6 separate regions of the Mus musculus genome follow, and regions 1, 2, 3, 5 and 6 are each linked to region 4. A link is a contact called in public Micro-C and promoter capture Hi-C data. All regions are on one chromosome and are shown on one strand. Each heading gives the region's core, a stretch centred on a gene start, on an enhancer-like site or on the middle of the called end of the contact. The rest is flanking DNA. Distances are from core to core; before and after follow the strand shown.

Region 1 (2,700 bases), core at 192-2,691, 290 kb before region 4:
GGACAGCTACAGTGTACTTACATATAATAAATAAATAAATAAATAAATAAATAAATAAATAAATAAATCTTTTTAAAAAAAAAAGGTAAATTGAAATAGCTGAGCACATCTTTAATCCCAGAACTTGGGAGTGCTCTCTGAGTTCAGGACCAGCCTAGTTTACAGAGTGAGTTCCAGGTCAGCCAGGGCTACACAGAGAAACCCTGTCTCAAAAAAACCAAAAATAAATAAATTCAAGTGTGATGTGTAGATAGGCTGAGGGTCAATGACTTTGAAGGCAGCACCAGGGGCCAAGGCAAGGCACTACTAGGTCGAGTCCCTGTAGGTCAAGGGTCATATATATTTGTCACAGCACAGCATCTTCAGACTTTAAGCCAAGCCTGTAGAGCCACCCCTCACCTGGAGGAAGGACGGGCAGAGCCTGTCCTTGTCGTAGTGTGCTGGCTTCACATGGGGCCGGCTTTTGTTTTGGCCACGGGCCCTCTTGGGCACCTGCCTTTCACGGGATTCAATTGCCACCTCTGTCTTCCCATTTTCCTGCCCATCTTCCAGGCGAATTCTTTTGGCCCCTGGCTCAGCTGGGTCTCCTGTGGGCACTTCCTGGCATGCACCCTCCTGCTTGTCTCCATCCAGATATTCGTGGAACCGTTCTTTGGTTGTGCGGTACCTGCCAGAGCGGGAGAGGCTCGATGTGCACAGGGAAAGGGGCTTGGGGGCTAATGCCAAGCTCACGTGCTCCTGCTTGCAGGAAGCTTTCCCTACTTAGAACCAGCCAGTTTTCACCCAGTGCCACGGGGACACCTGTTTTACACTTGAAGGAGCCATTTGTGTCTCTGCTCTGAGAACTGAATTGCCTTAAGGGTTGCGACACACAAATATCAATATCCTTGGTAGGCTACGAAGGAACTACAAACCCCAGCATGCTTGGCAGCGAGACTCAAGCTACCACCCTTCCCAGGTCTTTCGCTGCGAGCCATTTTTTTTTCCCTCGTGGAGACTACAAGCCCCACCATGCACCTCGGGCCCTGCTTCTGGTTCCCCAAAGCTGCCTATGTGCACAGCCGGCCTCATGGCTTGTGACAACCAACACATGTTACACTCGTGTGTCAGCAGAAGGTAGGTAAAGACTTTGGCGCCTCCGGGATGCCGCTCTCCAGGATGCCGCCACACCTCCCAGCATGCACCACTCGCACCCGCCACGGACGCCGGGAAGGCCACATCAGCTTCGCTGACGGGCGCCAGCGACTCACTGAGCTTTAATGGGCGCCACCCCCCGTTCGCACGCGCCAACCCCGGAGTCACCGCCACCACCGCTCTCCGCTGCCGTCTCCGCCATCGATGCCCCTCACACCAGCTCTGGAGTGTGGCAGGAAAGTCTTCCGGGTCGCTCGTGTCCTCTGGAGCCTACAGAAAGAAATGCGCACGCTCAGACTACAGCAATGCTGCTAAGGCGCGCGTGCGCACGACCGTGGGGGCGGGGGGGGGGGGGGCCAAGGCTGCGCAGGAAACGGAAGTGCTCAAGGGTCCCGGAGGGGTTCTTGTCGGTCATCCGTGGGTCACTCTTGATCCGTGGAAGTGAATCTGGGGGTGTGGGTGTGGGTGCAGCTCACACTCACCTACTCTGCTTCTGTCCCTTTTACAAACGAGTCTGTTATTTTATAATAAAAAACCGCAGCCCGAGCGGTGTTGCGCACGCCTTTAATCCCAGCACTGGGGAGATCGAGTCAGGTGAATCATGAGTTCGAGGCCAGCCTGGTCTATAGAGTGAGGTCCAGAACAGCCTGAGCTACTCAGAGAAACCGTGTCTCAGAAGACAAACAAAAAATACCAACAGCTTTGAAGGATCAAATGACTTCACGGGGACACGCTGTCCTTTGACAGTGCCCTTCGTGAGCCACTGTGGCCCATAAACGCGTGGCAATTTGAATTATTTTTATTGTACTGCCTTTTCTTTTCTTTTTTCTTTTTTTTTTTTTTTTTGAGACAGCGTCTCACTATGTAGCCCAGGCAAGCCTCAAACTCAGAAATCCTCCTGCCTCTGCCTCCCAAGTGCTGGGATTAAAGGTGTGTGCCAGCGTTACTTTGAAAGTGACATTTACTCATCTATTGTGTGTGTGTGGGTCTCCTGTGTGTCACCCTTATGTGGAGGTCATATGACAATGGGGGGCGGGGGTCCCTGCATCCCCATGTCGGTCCCGGGATTGAACTCAGCCCCTTGAGCCTGACATCAGGCACTTCTCCGATCCTGCAATTACTATTTTAATAAAAATGTGCTTAAACATGTAAGAACAGCACTTGGGTGGATCGGGAGGTAGTGTTTTGTTTTTGTTTTGGTTTTTTTTTTTTTGGGGGGGGGGGAGGGGGTCGAGACAGGGTTTCTCTGTATAGCCCTGGCAGTCCTGGTGTTTGAGGCCAGCCTGAGCTACATGTCTCAACCAAAGCCAAGTCAAACCAATCAGTATTTAAATTTATTTAATTCATGGAGATGGGGGTCTCACCCTGTAGCCCAGGCTGTCCCGCAACGCACGAACTAGACTCTGCTGGTTGTATAACATAAGGGGAAACAGGCCCAGAGAGGTAAAGCGATTAATTAGCCTTAGACCACAATAGCACCCTGTTTGCGCCATTGCTCTCTACCGTCCCTACTGGGCAAGATGGGAATAACAATGCATTTTAAGGCTGAGGCTCCTTTGTAGCGTC
Region 2 (2,700 bases), core at 16-2,515, 290 kb after region 4:
GGAAATGAGGTACTTGTAACTAGATAGAGGATCACTTAGCCGTAGAGTCTAATTTTAAGATACTTATTTTCTGTTGTGCAAGGCTGCTTGCCCCAATTCACATGTAGTGAGAACAGCTTTTAGGAGTCAGTTCTACCACCATCTAGTGACCAGGGCTGAAGTCATGGCTGCAAGCCCTTTACTCACTATTCCATCTCGCTGGCCAGTGGAAAGATGGGAAAATTATTCAGCAGCAGAGGGCTGGCCAGGCATGCTCTAGGTCCGGTAACAGCATAGCAACACCTGTGACCTATAGGAAGCTGCAAAACCGGAAGAATTCACTTTTAAAGTATTGCTATTATTATATTATTTTCATGTCTGTCTGTGTACCACATGCATACCTGGTACCTGCAGAGGCCAGAAGAAGACATCGGATCTCTTGGAAATGGAGTTAAAGTTGTAAAGCACCATGTGGGTGCTGGGCTTCAAATCTTGGTCCTCTATAGAACAGCCAGTGCTCTTAATTGCTGAGCCATCACCGCAGCCCTCACAATAAAATATTTTTGAAAAATATGCCGGGAAGTGGTGTCGCACACCTTTAATCCCAGCACTTGGGAGGCAGAGGGAGGTGGATTTCTGAGTTTGAGGCCAACCTAGTCTACAGAGTGAGTTCCAGGACAGCCAGGGCTACAGAGACCCCCCACCAAAAAAAACACAAAAAACAAACCTTAATACACACACACACACACACACACACACACACACACACACACACACACACACACATATATGTAAAATATGTTACAAAACAAAAAACAATCAACAGGTGGTGGTGGAGGCCTACGCCTTAATCTCAGCACTCAGGTGGCAGAGTCAGGCAGATCTCTGAGTTCCCGGCTAGCCTGGAGAGATTTCCAGGACCTTGTCTCGTCAAAACCAAAAAAATAGGACAAATAAAAGTGAAATAAACCATATTTATTAACAAATGGATAATCTAACAAAATTAAACACTGTCAACCCCCATGTTGTCCTGAAGTGAGTCCGGGAGCCCATTTAAGTGAGATATAAAAATATCCGGGGGGGAGGCAAAAGTTACCTGCAAACTCCAACCCAAACAAGCGCCAAGACGAAGTCGCCCTCCAGGCATCCGCGAGCGTCAATCAGAGGCGCTGTAGTGCATCACGTGCCAAGTCGAGTCCCGCCCCACCATGGCAGCCAAATCGGGCGGGGCGACGTTGTCACCGTTCGGCGCTGACGTGTCCCGCGCGTGTCACTCCACGTTCGCGAGCGCCTGCGCATTGCCCCGGAAGCAAGATGGCAGCCCCCAGCGGAGGCTTCTGGACTGCGGTGGTCCTGGCGGCCGCAGCGCTGAAATTGGCCGCCGCTGTGTCCGAGCCCACCACCGTGCCATTTGACGTGAGGCCCGGAGGGGTCGTGCATTCGTTCTCCCAGGACGTAGGACCCGGGGTACGTGCTAAGCCTCCTGCCCGGGAATCGATGCCTATGGACTTCCGATCAGGTGGTCCTGGAGACCGGGTGGAGTGGCAGAGGCAGGGTTACCTGAAGAAGGGACCTGGCTGCCTCGTCTGTCTTCTGTCAGTCACTCCCTACCTGCAAGGCGACTTCCCCTTGCCCATCTCATTGTAGAAAAGGGAATACTGGTTGATAAGAGCAGCGGATCTAGGGGACTGGCTATACAGGTCGCACGTGGGTTACTCACTGAACCCGGACTAGAGCGGGAGCACCCCCCAAGCCTTACACGAGTCCATCACCTCTCCTTTCAGCGAGCCAGCAGTCAGCCTAGCCTCTGCCCGCCCCAGCTTGGCTTCTGGGACAGCGGTGTCCCTAGTGACCATTTCTTGAGACCATTACTATAGTCCTGTGCTTTCTGGCAGGTTTGTGTTGTGGGCAGGAAGCAGTACAAGCTTGTATCTAACAGGAGCCCCGAGTACTGACCTCATAGGTGATGTTCTAGGGATGATTGCTGAAGGCCATTTGACCTTCCTAGGAAATCACAGTGATTTGAGCAAAGTTCTGAGCTCCTGAGAGGAGAGAGATCTGGTGGCCTCTGGAGGGTGTACTGAGGGATGGAACCTAGAGTCTCACATCGGCAGAGCCAGGGTTCTGCCCCGCCCTAGGCAGGGGCTCCACCCCTGAGCCACATCCCTAGCTCCTCATTAGGGGATTCTAGGTGGGACTCCACCCCTGAGTCACCCTCCCAACCCCTCACTGCTGGATTCTGGACAGGCTCAACCCTTGACCTTCTGGGCAGGGGCTGATGTATATCTCAGTCCTTTTTGATCTGTTTTACATCGGGACAGCACCTTGCTAAGTCACCCAGGCTAGCTTATGTCCCAGTTCCCAGTTCTGCGTCAGCCTCCTGGATACCAGAGATGATGTGCATACAGGACCATGCCCAGTATGCTAGGGTCTTGGTTCTGAGTATTGAGATCTTTGCTCTTCAGCCTCCTTTTATTTCTCCTTCTACAGAACAAGTTTACATGTACATTCACCTACGCTTCCCAAGGAGGGACCAACGAGGTAAGTTCCTCAGGGTGTCACACGACTGGTGTCAAGGGAAAGTGGCCAGACTCCCGAGGCTCTAAAGTCCCAGTCCCTTGAGCCTGAAGGACTTCTAGTTGCCTTGGCTTCCGCCTAATGGAATCAGCAGCCCACAGTGCTGATCCCTGACTCTTAGTCTATGTGTAATCAGTGAGCCAC
Region 3 (2,721 bases), core at 210-2,709, 340 kb after region 4:
GGGAAACTGAGGCCCAGGGGGCGGGATCTTCCTGGAGCCTCACAGCTGAGGAAAGGGGTGCTGGGGCTAACTCTGGAGGACTCAGACAAGGTCCTGTCTTCTTGACTCTCCATGGCTATCAGGTCAGCTCCTAGACCGGCTGGAGCCGGCTGGGGGAGGGCGACTTGACCTCCAGGCCGGTCTGTGAAAGAGGCGTCATTCATGACCATGGGGCCTTTGTTCAGACAGGTCTCCCTGGGGACAGGCCATCCCTGCACCCCCACTCTGCCTTGCACTCCCTGCCAAATCCACCCGTGAGCCTTCAGGGGCCCGGTGTCCCCCCTCCCCCTCTGCCACCCCCAGCAGCCACTGAGCCCTCTGCACCTTGACTTTTGCAGCCACTGGTCACCTTGGCAGCCACCCTCCCATTCCCCCCGACGCCCCCCTGGGCCGAAAAACATTGTTAGAGCTGCGCTCAATAAATGTTTGCCGGACAAATTGGTTCATAGGCCAAGCAGAGTAGGCTGAGAACTGGCTTCATCTTCTGCCTCAGTTTCTCCACAGAAGCTGTGTCTGGCTGATATGCGGCAAAGCTGATGGGCCACAGTGAGGTCTCAGCCTGTCGCCACAGTGGTGACACCAAGGAGTCTGCTCCAGCCCCTCAGGGTGTGCACAGGTCAGAGTTAAAATCCTGACACCCACAGATTTGGCTGTCCCGGGCAGCTCACAGTCCCAACCTTTGGTTGAGTGTCCTCAGCTGGATGGGCTTCAGGGCGACCCTGTGAGCAGGATTCAACTCCACACACAATTACAAAAGCAGTTGTGTGGTGCTTACTGTATACTGGAGGTGCCATCAGTATACTTACTGTATTCTGAGGCAATGCCTAGCCCAATCGGAAAGAGGTTTTCATTCAGCGTCATGGCTGGGATGAGGAGGGGCTTTGGACAGAGGGAAACTGAGGCATGGAAAGAGATATCTTGCTGTCCCAATGTCCCTCAGAAAGTGAGTGTTGGCGGCGTGCTGGGGCAGGCCTTTAGCCTAGACTCCCCAGGAGAGTCTGTCTTAGTCAATCAATCATTATAAATAAAAAATGAGACCTTGGTGGTTTGACTCAATGATGTCATGAGCCACCAGGACCGTGGGACCACGTCCATGAGGTTCCTGTGTGTGGGTGACTGGTCAGATGAATTGGGAATTCACTAGAATATACCAGAAAACATCTATGGAGTGCCTACGGTATACTGGAGATGCCCAGAGTCAGAACAGCGCCCAGCTCAGTGCGGGAGTCGGTGGTCTTCAGAACCACCCCAGTAGAGAGAAGTGGGAGGCAGAGAAAGGGAAACTGAGGCCAAGGATGGTGGAGGCGCCCCCTCCCGTCCGTGCTCCGCTCCTTGGTGGTCTGCTCCGGGTTTTGCGAAGCTCCGAGCTCGGGCGCTGGGGGCGGAGGTGGCGGAGCTGCGAGTCGCAGCGGCGGCGGCAGAGATGCGGCCCCGGCCGGGACACCGCGCTGCGCCCCCGCGGGAGCCGCCCGCGCGTGGGAGCCCGGGCTGAGACGCTGCGGGGCCGGGGCCGGGGCCGAGCCGAGCAGGTGCTCGGCCTGCGCTGGAGGTGAGTGCAGGGACGGACGCGGGGACGCACCTTGGACAGATGCACGGGGGACAGATGCGGCGACGGACGCAGGGACGGACGCAGGGACAGACGCAGGGACAGATGCAGGGACAGATGCAGTGGGCATGCACGCACCAGGCGCGCACAGGGCGCGGGCGCCTCGTGCAGCGGCACTGGCTTGGGGGGCCCCCCGCGTGCGGTCGCAGCTCCAGCGCCCTGGGCGGGGCTAACGGGCTGCGCAGCGGGCGGGGATTGCAGCCAAGGCCCCGGCTCATCGCGCCGGGGCACTGACAGTGGCTTCGAATTATTGGGGTGACGGCCTACTGATGGGGGCGGGGGAGGGGGCGGGACACATAGCCGCGACCTTTCGTGGGTCCCCACGCGGCCCTGTGCACCAGCTGTCCCCAAGCTCTTGGGTACCGGCTGGTCTTCGCCGGCCGCGCAACTGACATGGGGGGGGGGCAGTCCGCGGCCAACGCCCCCGCTGCAGCACAGCCCTAAGCTGGGCTGCCAGCCCCCCCCCCCAAAGCCTGACAATGGGACAAAGGAGCGTCTCTGGCAGCCGCGCGGGGTGGGTGCCACCGTGGCCCCCCTGGCCGACCGCGGTGCTGATTGGTCCCTGGAGCGGGGGTCACGTGCCCCATTCTGCTCTCCACTGCCGACTTTGGGGCGCCTCCCCAGGGCTGCTGCCAGGCCGAACCCCCCACCTTGGCCTCAGATGGTGAATTCTAGGCCTACAACAGCCCTGAGGTCGGGAGGGACTCCTGGGTCCCAGGTCCTCTCTGCCTGGTCTCTGTCACTGAACCCCCAACCCCCGCCGCCTAAGGTCGGTGTCACTCTCATCTGAGGTTCCCAGGTCTCTGTCACCTGCCTGAGGTCTGTGTTGCTCCCCATCTGAGGTCTGTGTTGCTCTCCAGGTCTCCGGGACCCTGGCAGGTCTGTGTCACACTGCCTGACGTCTGTGTCACCCCCAACTTCTTATTTTTTACCTGCTCGATGCCCCAATCCCAAACTGAATGTGATGGAGTTGGGAACCCCAATATTGCAGGCCAACAAGCTTTGGGTGGAGGAGGGTGGCCCTGGGGACAGAATGGCTGGAGGGACTTGCCAGAGCGCCTCTGCCTGGTTACAAC
Region 4 (2,700 bases), core at 60-2,559:
CAGGGGGCAGAAGCGGTTACTCAGTTCGGACAAACAAGGCAAGGCCTGGTTCCCTCCCTGATGGATGGCCAGTCTGCTCTGGCATGGCCAGTCCTGCCAGCACCCAGCTCCATAATATATGAGTACACACTGTGTGCAGCCAACAGTGCCATACACCTGCAGGGACTATGCAAGGATGTGGACATCTCCACAGAGTACCCAAACTTCAAGTACCTGCTGTGCATGAGAGAAACTACACTAAGGGCCCCTGAACACTATGCAAACCTCCGGCACCTTCTACGTGCTCCAATCTCGACTAGCACCACGTACGTCAATCAGGGTCACCCCAGTCAGGCAAGAGGACAAAGCCGTCTCTGCTAAACTGGCCGCGGTGCAGGCTCTGGGAAGCCCTGTTCTTAATTTAGGCTCCTTGTCAATTATTCATGGCACTCTTCCCCGTTTATGACCCAGTCCTTCCGCCCGGACTCTTCGGCTCCAGGCTCTTGCTCATGTCTCCAGCTCTGGGCCGGAATGAATGAATTCCAGAGGGGAAAAAAACCCAGACTGTAAAACAAAATCGTTTCGTTATTTGAGGCAGGGTCTCAGGTGCAGTCCACACTCGACTCACACTTGCAGCAATTCTCCTGCTGCTGTCTAAAAGTTTCGCACCCCATGCCTGTGACTACTCTTTTCTTTAAGGTGTTTTTCAGTCTTTTGCTGCATTTCATCTGTTTGGCATGTCTAGTAACTCAGTGGACATGGGTGTGTGCATACATGTGGAGGTCAGCGCCATAGGAGTCAGATTCCTCCTTCCACTATGGGACTTTGGGGATTGAAGTCAGGTTCTCTGGCTTGGGCTGCAAACACCTCTATTTGCCGAGCCATTTTGAGCCCCACCCCCACTTTTAAAAAATTTTTTTTAATGCCCAGCTCATCCTCCTTTTCCCAAGCTGGTCTCGAATTCATTGTTATCCCAGGCTGTTCAAAAACGACGTCCTCCTGCTTCAGCCTCTTCAGCCAGCAAGGCGGGCTTGATGGGAAAGATTTTAGGGAAAGGATATTTTGGCCAAAGAAAGCAGAGTGGGGAGACAGGCAGGAGGCTCAGGTCATCCTCAGTGTAACTTGAGGCCAGCATGGGCTACAACAGAACTTGAGTTTAAAAGGAATCCAGAGGAGACAGGCCGGGCCACGTGTCCCACGTCCCACGTGCTCCCCGGGCCTTCTACAGGCTCCTGAAGCACGTGACCCAGCAGCGCCTCCTCACTGGGCAGGCATCTGCGCGCAGGCGCAGTACTGTACACGGCCAGGCCCCAGGGCCGCGGCGGCGGAAGGGGTGACGTCACCGGCTGGGGGCGCGCGAGCCGCAGTGGGGTTTTGCCCCGCCCGCCAGGCAGCTCGGGCCGCGCGCACACGCGGAGCCGCCGGAGCCCGGGCCGACCCGGTGCCGGGAGCAGCATGCGGAGCCCGCAGGTACCGGGGTGCACGGGGCGCACGGGGGACACAGGGGGCGGGGTGGGCGGCGCCGGCTTTGTGCTTCCAAGCTTCTCCGCCTTTGTGCTCCGAAGGGGGTCCGGGCTGCAGCCGTAATCGGATTCTGCAAGAAGGAGAGGGATGTGGAGGACCTGGAGGGATGGAGCTGGAGAAATGGGGACCGCGAGGGTTGTGGACCCGGAGGGACAGAGACCCACAGAAACGGGAACCGGTAGAGACAGGGTCCAGGAGGGATGAGGACGCGCGCGGGCGACTTGGCCCGTACCCAGGGTCACCGACTGCACCAGCCGGGCGGGGACGCGGTGTGCGGTGCGCGGTGTCAGCGTCTGGAGCTGCAGACCGGGCCAGGCGCCTCAGATCACCTGGGGCTTCGGTTCCACCCTTCTGCGGTCCGGGCGCCCCCAACCCCCGACCTCCCCCAGCTTTGGGATTGGGACTGCTCATCCACCCTCATCCTCGCGATGCGGGGGCCTGTGGGGAACCCCGGGGAGCCAGCCTGCGGCCCTAAGGCCCCCGGTACACCCCAAGAGCCCCCCGACTGGCTGAGGGTGGTGACGTCACCGGGGGCGGGGACTGGGGCGCAGAAGGAAATGGGGTCCGAGAGCAGGTACCCCCGTTGCAATGCGAGCTGGGTCAGGGCCAAGTTCTCTGCTCATCGTGGAGCCTCTTCACCCCCAAACCCCAGCACCACTATGAGCGAGGATCCTTTTGATTGCCACACCCCCCAAATCCCTGTGCGTTACCCCTTTTCCCTGCTCTCAAATCTGCCTCCATATGCCCCCGAAAACCTGCAGCAGGTGTGAGCGCCCATCTTCCCGGTCACCCCTCACCTCGTCTCTCCCTCCAGTAGAACCTCCTAACGGTCACTTCCCCGGGTGTCTCCTGGCCTGGCAGGGGTTCCCTTACGCTCACTTTCCAACCTGAGCAAGGATGTCCCTCCCCCAATAAACCGTCCTTGGTGCTCACATGGAGACCTCTGAGGTGTCCCAAGCCTGGATGGGCACTCGGGGATCCAAAGAGTCTTCTACAGAGCAAGAGGGATCCCGAGGGTGTTAGATTGGTGGACACATCCTGTTCACCCATCTTTCTGCACCTGGATCCTGGGTCCTGGCTTCTGTACCCCCCGGGGGGTGCTGCTGTCTCTATGGTGCAGATAACGGCCGTCTGCTTTGTCTGGGCTAGCCTGGGACCCTCCTACTCGGGCTCTGGCCTCTCTTGCCAGCTGCGACT
Region 5 (2,827 bases), core at 188-2,687, 350 kb before region 4:
ATAGCCATTTGCCTCCATGATAGTTACAGTTGAGTCTATGGGACTGGGTCTCTCAGCACGGGGGTGGGGGTGGGGGTGGGGGATGGGGACCGGACACTAGCTTTGTAGTGTAGGCAGCCAACAAAGTGGTGTTGTGGCACCAGGCTTCCAGTTGCTCCAATATATTTATTTTGGAAACTCCAGTCCTAGAGGCAGCGTCTACTGCCTTTCTCGCGGCCTAAGTTCAGGATTTCATGAGTTAGACTGTGCACAAATGCTTGGTGGCACCTGCCTCTCACCCTAGTAGTCAAGGACCTAAGACAAAAAGAACATTAACTTGGACTACATAGTGGGAATCTAGTCTAGCTTGGACTACTTAGCAAGACCCTGACTCACCGCTTTGGGCACATAAGCCCAAATTACCCATGTTCACTGGTGCAATTGGACGTTCAATGAATGAATGAATGAATGAATGAATGGAGCTATGGTCTGACAGCTCCTCCGCACTTGGGTCTCTGGGTTTAAACCTTTCCTTTTGCGTTAACTTTTCATTCTGTTTGTGTCATCCCACCAAAATATAAGCTTTATGAAGAGTCCACATTGAGACCTGTATATATATATGAACCAGAGAGGACAGAGAAGCGAGATGGGGTGGGTGAGGAGTTGTCAGCTTAGCCAGGACTGGTGAACACACACCCATCATCCCAGCACTAGGAGATGGAGCCAGGAAAATCAGGTGTTGGAGGCCAGCTTAAGCGGTGTAGTGAGTGTATACAAGACACCGGCTCAAAAAAAAAAAAAAAAAAAAAAAAAAAAGGAGAAGCGCTGGAGAGGAGGCTTCTGCTCTTGCAGAGGACCCGGGATCGGTCCCTGCTCAATTAGGCGGCTCATAGCAGACGGTCACTCTGGTTCCAGGGCGATCCAACGCTCTCTTCGGGTCTTCATGCGCATTGCATGCACACGCATAGACAACAATCTTTAAAAAAAAAGTTTTCAGTTTGTGGACCATGAAAGAGCAGGCGCAAGGCCAGAGTCTGCTGCTCCCCTTAGACGGTGAGCGCCTCCGGTCTAGCGGAATCACCGTAACTCCGCAAAACACGCACTGCCACCAGTGGGCCCTCGCGCACCTCCTTAGAGCCAACCCTTCCCGGGAGCCGCGCGCCTCCCGCCAGGCCCCGCCCTCCTTCTCAGCGATTGGCTGGTATTCTACCCAAGGACCTGCCCCTTCACCTCTGACGGGCACTATGAAAGCCAATGGGGAGATCGCCCGCCCTCCCCGAGGCCGTTGGAGGCGGGCATGGGCGGGCCGTTGGAGGGGGCGGGGCGTGCAGCTTGGTAACCGTTGCCGGGCGCAACGCCCCGCCCCGTGAGGGCAGCGCGAGGCTGAGGCGGGCGGGCGCCTGCTGCGGGCGGGCGCTGCGGGCGGGCGGGAGGGCGGCGGGAGCCGGAGGAGGAGCGGCCGGCGCCGCCACCGCCGCCGCCATAGAGACTGTAGCCGTGGAGACTGTTACTTACCAACGCGGAGCGACACGCAGCGGCCGACGCCGCGGGAGCCGCTACCGGAACTCCCTGCCGAACTCCAGGTGAGCGGTGCGGGCCGGGGCAGGGGGCGGTGGCGGAGGGGGGGGGGACCCCGCTGGAGGGGGGTCGCGGGGGCGGGCGCGGCCGGACCCGGCGCCCCAACTTTGCAGACGCCAACCTCATCCAATCCTGATAGGCGCCTCTGATTTGGGGGAGCCCTGGGCTGGGTGGAACCCCTCTCACACTCTCAAAAGTTTGTAAAGTGAAGCGATCTCTTCTCGCCTTTGACGCACTAAATCTGACTTTGAGGAGCGGGGACTCCAGAAGACCCCTCCTTGTCTCTTACTCCACAACACCTGAAACTCGGAGGCGCCCTCAAACTAGTCAGTCCTCTCTTTGACTACTCCCAAAGCCTGAATTGGAGTTGCCCCAAACCCGCTCCTTGCTGTCATCCCCCTAAAACCTGAGTTGGGGGCTCCCACAGAGCCAGCCATTCTCGTCCAAGTCTGAAAACCCAGAGGCACCGTCTCCCTTTTATACTTATGAAATCGGGGTTCTGGCTTTTATCCATGTACTTAACTCCGAGGGTACTCTTCTGCTTGCCTCATAGTTCTGACCCTCGGGTTTCCTTCTTGACTTAGGATTTGGGGGCTCCGGCACCGTTTTCTTGTGCTTTGACCAAAATAGTCACTGCGTTTGTTCTGTTCTGGAAGGAACTCCTCCCTTCGCGTTTTCTTGCCCATCCCAAATACCCCCGGCGCCCCAAATCCTCGGACCACTCTCCCCTGGAACCCGACACCGCTGCGTTTGGGGGTCCTTTACCATGCCGCTCCGGGAAGCTCAAGCGCACCCATAGCGTCCTCTTTGCCGAGATCCCCAATCTAGAAAACTTTCCCGAAGGAAAATATTGTGTGAACCGTTTGTAGGAAGATCCAGGAGGCCGGGAGAGTGCGTGCGCAGCCCTCCTGTGCACAGGCAGCACATCCCAAAACACCGGATTGTCTTCCTCGCCCCTTTCCATGGGTCATATCCGAGTTCGCAGTTGGGATTCGCTAGGGCTGCGGTTGTTTCCTTGGACCCTAGAGAGCTCGGTTCCGGACAGAGCCCCCTAGGGTGGCGGGGAGGGGAGTTGGGGCGGGGAACGCACCAAGAAACAGCTGGGACCGCTGTCTCTCCTGAGACTTCACCCCTACTTTAGTACGTCTCCGGAACACTCCGGTACTCAGGTCCCCCAGGAAAAATCCTACAACGATTGAGTGTTAATAAATGTAACTTTATTAGCATGTACATAAGTGTGGCCTTCTCCTGTGTGTATAATGTGTTGTAA
Region 6 (2,700 bases), core at 48-2,547, 400 kb after region 4:
GTCCTGAGTTCAAATCCCAGCAACCACATGGTGGCTCACAATCATCCCTAACAAAAATCTGATGCCCTCTTCTGGAGTGTCTGAAGACAGCTACAGTGTACATACATATAATAAATAAATAAATAAATAAATAAATAAATAAATAAATAAACAAATCTTAAAAAAAATTATTTGTATGTGAGTACACTGTTGCTCCCTTCAGACAAACCAGAAGAGGGCACTGCATCCCATTATAGATGATTGGGAGTCATCATGTGGTTGCTGGGAATTGAACTCAGGACCTCTAGAAGATCTTATCCGCTGAGCCATCTCTCCAGCCCACATCCTGGCTGCCTTCTTTAAGGTGCTCCACTCCTCTCTTCACTGTAGCTCTTGGAAACCTGTCTTCCACAGTTCTCATCAAATGCCTCCATTGCTCTCCTCCAGCCATGGGGCTTGTTTCCTTGAAATCACCAGGGTGTCCCATCCTTCAGCTTTGTGCATTTTTGGATCTAATGGTTGGCAAAACTAATAAAATTATTAACAGCCTGGGTAGCCCACAAAGCTGCTTTATCTCTGACAAATTTCACACCAACACAGACGAAAGCTTGCCCATAGGCACTTCAGTTACATGATCCAAAGACCACAATGCCATGCGCATTAGGGTAGAATTACATGCACACAGACAGGGGGTGCAGAAGAGCTCCTGGAATCTCAAGTTTGTGTCCAATGACCCACTTCCCCCCTTCTTTCTAATGAGTGACCATTAACAGTGAAGTATATGATTTTGGGGGTCTCTTGCACAGTCACAGTGATTCTGATCTAGATGATGGCTGTTTTTCACATGAACAGTAGTGTTCTAAAAAGCCTGAGTCCAGAGCATCCAACTTTTTGTTGTGTGTACACACCACACGAGATGGAAGTGTTGGAGGAGATTAAACTCAGCTTTGCACATGTTGAGCAAGCCCTGTACCAACTGCGGTCTCTGCTTTGACCTTGCCTGTACCAATCTCTCTGTCGGCTCCTTCTAGCTTGTCTCTCCCAGAGCAGATTTCAGGCTCATGCACAGTACATTCATACTCATTTTCTCTGTAGTATGGACTGGCCTTGAACTCCTGACATCCACCCTGGTTCCAGTAGCTCTGGGTACTCTTCTAGGCTGCTCGCTGTTTGGATGCTCTCTTTAAGCTCCCCTGGTGGCTGCTGCGGTCTTAAGGGAGGCGAGCCTGTCGCCCCGGCAACGGCGTCCGCAGACAGGAAGATGGCGCCCCGCCCGCGCGAGGTGCTGCAAGGCGATTGTCACGTGAACCAGGCGGGACTTCCGTCGCCGCGATATTTTCTTTCCGGTGGTTGGCCGCCTGCTCCTCATCCACCCGGGCCCTGCGCCCTCCGCCCTGCGGCCCAAGCCGCCGGGCCGCTGCCGCCATGAAGAAGTTCTTCCAGGAAATCAAGGCTGACATCAAGTTCAAGAGCGCGGGGCCCGGCCAGAAGCTTACGGATTCCGCAGGGTATGTGACGCTGGTTGGGCGACGGAGAGGGCGAGGGCCAGGGGGCAAAAAGGGCCGGCGGTTGGGTGTCAGGGTCTTTCTAGGCTATGCTTAGCAGGAGTAGATTGGTGGGTGGGGTGTGGAAGATTGTAAGGCAGGGGCGGAGCCTACAATGAGGGCGGGGCGTTGTAGCAGTGGTGGGCGGGGCAGAAGGGAGGGCAGTTGTGTGGTGTAGCACGGGTGGGCGGGGCGCTAAGGGTAGGCGTGGGCGGTCGTGGCCAGGGCGCGTTGGTCACTGCTTAGAGACTCTTGGTTCTGGGTGGTGAGAAGGGACGGGGCAATGCCCAGAATTTAGCTAAGAGAAGAGCCGCCTAAAGGTGTGGCCTTGGCGAAATGTGGGTAGGAAGGACCTAAGAGAAGGTGTGGGAAGAAGGTCTGTGAGAGATGTTAAGACTTCTTTGTAGGTTGTGTGGTAATCTGGGAGGGGTTGGGGAGTGAGAGAGGATTATAGAAGGATCTTGGAGGAGTGTGGAAACCAGAGAGGCCCAGACCCAGAATGTTGTTGAGTGGTTGGGGTGACAGGTGAAGATGGGATCTCTGTGGGGGCCTTGGCAACTCCGGGTCTTCCAGGAGTACTTTCCTGGAGTTCTTTCCGGAGAACTTTGTGTTCTGGAGAGGGAGGTAAGGCATGTTGGAGCTGCTCAGAAGGGGTGAAGTAGAGATTGGAGACAGCTACAGGCTACCAGGGAGTAGTCTGCAGGAAGTATATGTGGAGGAAAATGACAACCAGCGACTGGGGCTGAATGTGAGGAGAAGGAGGGGCCTGCAAGCCAGGGCTAGAAGGGAGGTAAACACACCAGGGTACAGCTACAAATAGTGGGGCAGTTTCAATGATGAGAGGAACATGGAGGTTCAAAGGATCCTCAGGCCAGAAGTTGGAGGGGATGGTCCAGTGTCCGTGATCTGTGTGTGATCTATAAAAGTAAATGTCACTTTTATTTCCTCAGATGAAGTGATGAGAGCTGCAACCATGCTCTGTGAACACAACACACTGCTTGGGCTGAGCTCAGAGCATTATCCATGTTCTAACAACTATCCCAGGAAGCTTCTAGCATCTGTACAATCTAATTAACCAAGCTGACTAATTCAATTTGGCTTCTCTCAATTTCTCACTGAAGTGCTCTGCTTGGACTCAAACTAAGTCTGGCAGTCTCTTCTAATCTTCTGGTTCCTT

Evidence for each region. Promoter capture Hi-C pulls out the DNA fragments that hold promoters and counts their contacts. Hi-C and Micro-C count contacts between places; a contact is called where the count stands out from the background.
Region 1: a contact with region 4 is called in a promoter capture Hi-C map of pre-B cells, with 2.3 times the contacts expected there. The contact joins the promoter of Dus3l here to the promoter of Ptprs in region 4. A contact is called at or near these places in 6 of 39 promoter capture datasets (the 3T3-L1 cell line, the HPC-7 cell line, cranial neural crest and 3 more), 4 of 484 Hi-C or Micro-C datasets (CD4 T cells and embryonic stem cells) and 3 of 115 datasets of contacts at active chromatin or transcription factors (bone marrow-derived macrophages, memory CD8 T cells and pancreatic cancer cells).
Region 2: a contact with region 4 is called in a promoter capture Hi-C map of pre-B cells, with 2.3 times the contacts expected there. The contact joins the promoter of Mydgf here to the promoter of Ptprs in region 4. A contact is called at or near these places in 6 of 39 promoter capture datasets (the C10 cell line, cranial neural crest, embryonic stem cells and 2 more), 2 of 484 Hi-C or Micro-C datasets (embryonic stem cells and pre-B cells), 4 of 115 datasets of contacts at active chromatin or transcription factors (double positive thymocytes, large pre-B cells, memory CD8 T cells and 1 more) and 2 of 9 other capture datasets (liver and pancreatic islet).
Region 3: a Micro-C map of embryonic stem cells shows a contact between it and region 4, with 1.6 times the contacts expected there. The contact joins the promoter of Sema6b here to the promoter of Ptprs in region 4. A contact is called at or near these places in 9 of 39 promoter capture datasets (the C10 cell line, cranial neural crest, embryonic stem cells and 3 more), 1 of 15 datasets of contacts at CTCF or cohesin (large pre-B cells), 7 of 484 Hi-C or Micro-C datasets (CD4 T cells, embryonic stem cells, erythroblasts and 4 more), 4 of 115 datasets of contacts at active chromatin or transcription factors (embryonic stem cells, large pre-B cells, pancreatic cancer cells and 1 more) and 1 of 9 other capture datasets (adipose tissue).
Region 5: a promoter capture Hi-C map of pre-B cells shows a contact between it and region 4, with 2.3 times the contacts expected there. The contact joins the promoter of Rfx2 here to the promoter of Ptprs in region 4. A contact is called at or near these places in 1 of 39 promoter capture datasets (pre-B cells), 3 of 484 Hi-C or Micro-C datasets (CD4 T cells, double positive thymocytes and embryonic stem cells) and 2 of 115 datasets of contacts at active chromatin or transcription factors (memory CD8 T cells and pancreatic cancer cells).
Region 6: a contact with region 4 is called in a promoter capture Hi-C map of pre-B cells. The contact joins the promoter of Ubxn6 here to the promoter of Ptprs in region 4. A contact is called at or near these places in 4 of 39 promoter capture datasets (the C10 cell line, the HPC-7 cell line, cranial neural crest and 1 more), 1 of 15 datasets of contacts at CTCF or cohesin (the NIH/3T3 cell line), 5 of 484 Hi-C or Micro-C datasets (CD8 T cells, muscle stem cells, nephron progenitors and 2 more), 4 of 115 datasets of contacts at active chromatin or transcription factors (bone marrow-derived macrophages, large pre-B cells, memory CD8 T cells and 1 more) and 2 of 9 other capture datasets (adipose tissue and liver).

What each region holds. Positions count from the first base shown.
Region 1 is chr17:56,763,492-56,766,191 of GRCm38.p6, reverse strand. Dus3l (dihydrouridine synthase 3-like (S. cerevisiae)) reads right to left here and starts at 1,441. Exons shown (of 13, transcript NM_144858.2): 1 at 1,251-1,441; 2 at 400-667. The coding sequence starts at 1,336.
Region 2 is chr17:56,182,485-56,185,184 of GRCm38.p6, reverse strand. It overlaps Mydgf (myeloid derived growth factor), which reads left to right and starts at 1,265. Exons shown (of 6, transcript NM_080837.2): 1 at 1,265-1,446; 2 at 2,470-2,520. The coding sequence starts at 1,294. It also overlaps a transcript of Tnfaip8l1 not described here.
Region 3 is chr17:56,139,081-56,141,801 of GRCm38.p6, reverse strand. Sema6b (sema domain, transmembrane domain (TM), and cytoplasmic domain, (semaphorin) 6B) reads left to right here and starts at 1,459. Exons shown (of 17, transcript NM_001130456.1): 1 at 1,459-1,588.
Region 4 is chr17:56,475,089-56,477,788 of GRCm38.p6, reverse strand. Ptprs (protein tyrosine phosphatase, receptor type, S) reads left to right here and starts at 1,309. Exons shown (of 33, transcript NM_011218.2): 1 at 1,309-1,449. It overlaps Gm32822 (a long non-coding RNA gene), which reads right to left. Exons shown (of 4, transcript XR_385656.4): 1 at 2,437-2,700; 2 at 1-1,573. Gm9258 (a long non-coding RNA gene) reads left to right here and starts at 1,516. Exons shown (of 1, transcript XR_105855.2): 1 at 1,516-2,441.
Region 5 is chr17:56,829,618-56,832,444 of GRCm38.p6, reverse strand. Rfx2 (regulatory factor X, 2 (influences HLA class II expression)) reads left to right here and starts at 1,437. Exons shown (of 17, transcript NM_009056.2): 1 at 1,437-1,562.
Region 6 is chr17:56,073,623-56,076,322 of GRCm38.p6, reverse strand. Ubxn6 (UBX domain protein 6) reads left to right here and starts at 1,297. Exons shown (of 11, transcript NM_001379361.1): 1 at 1,297-1,487. The coding sequence starts at 1,405.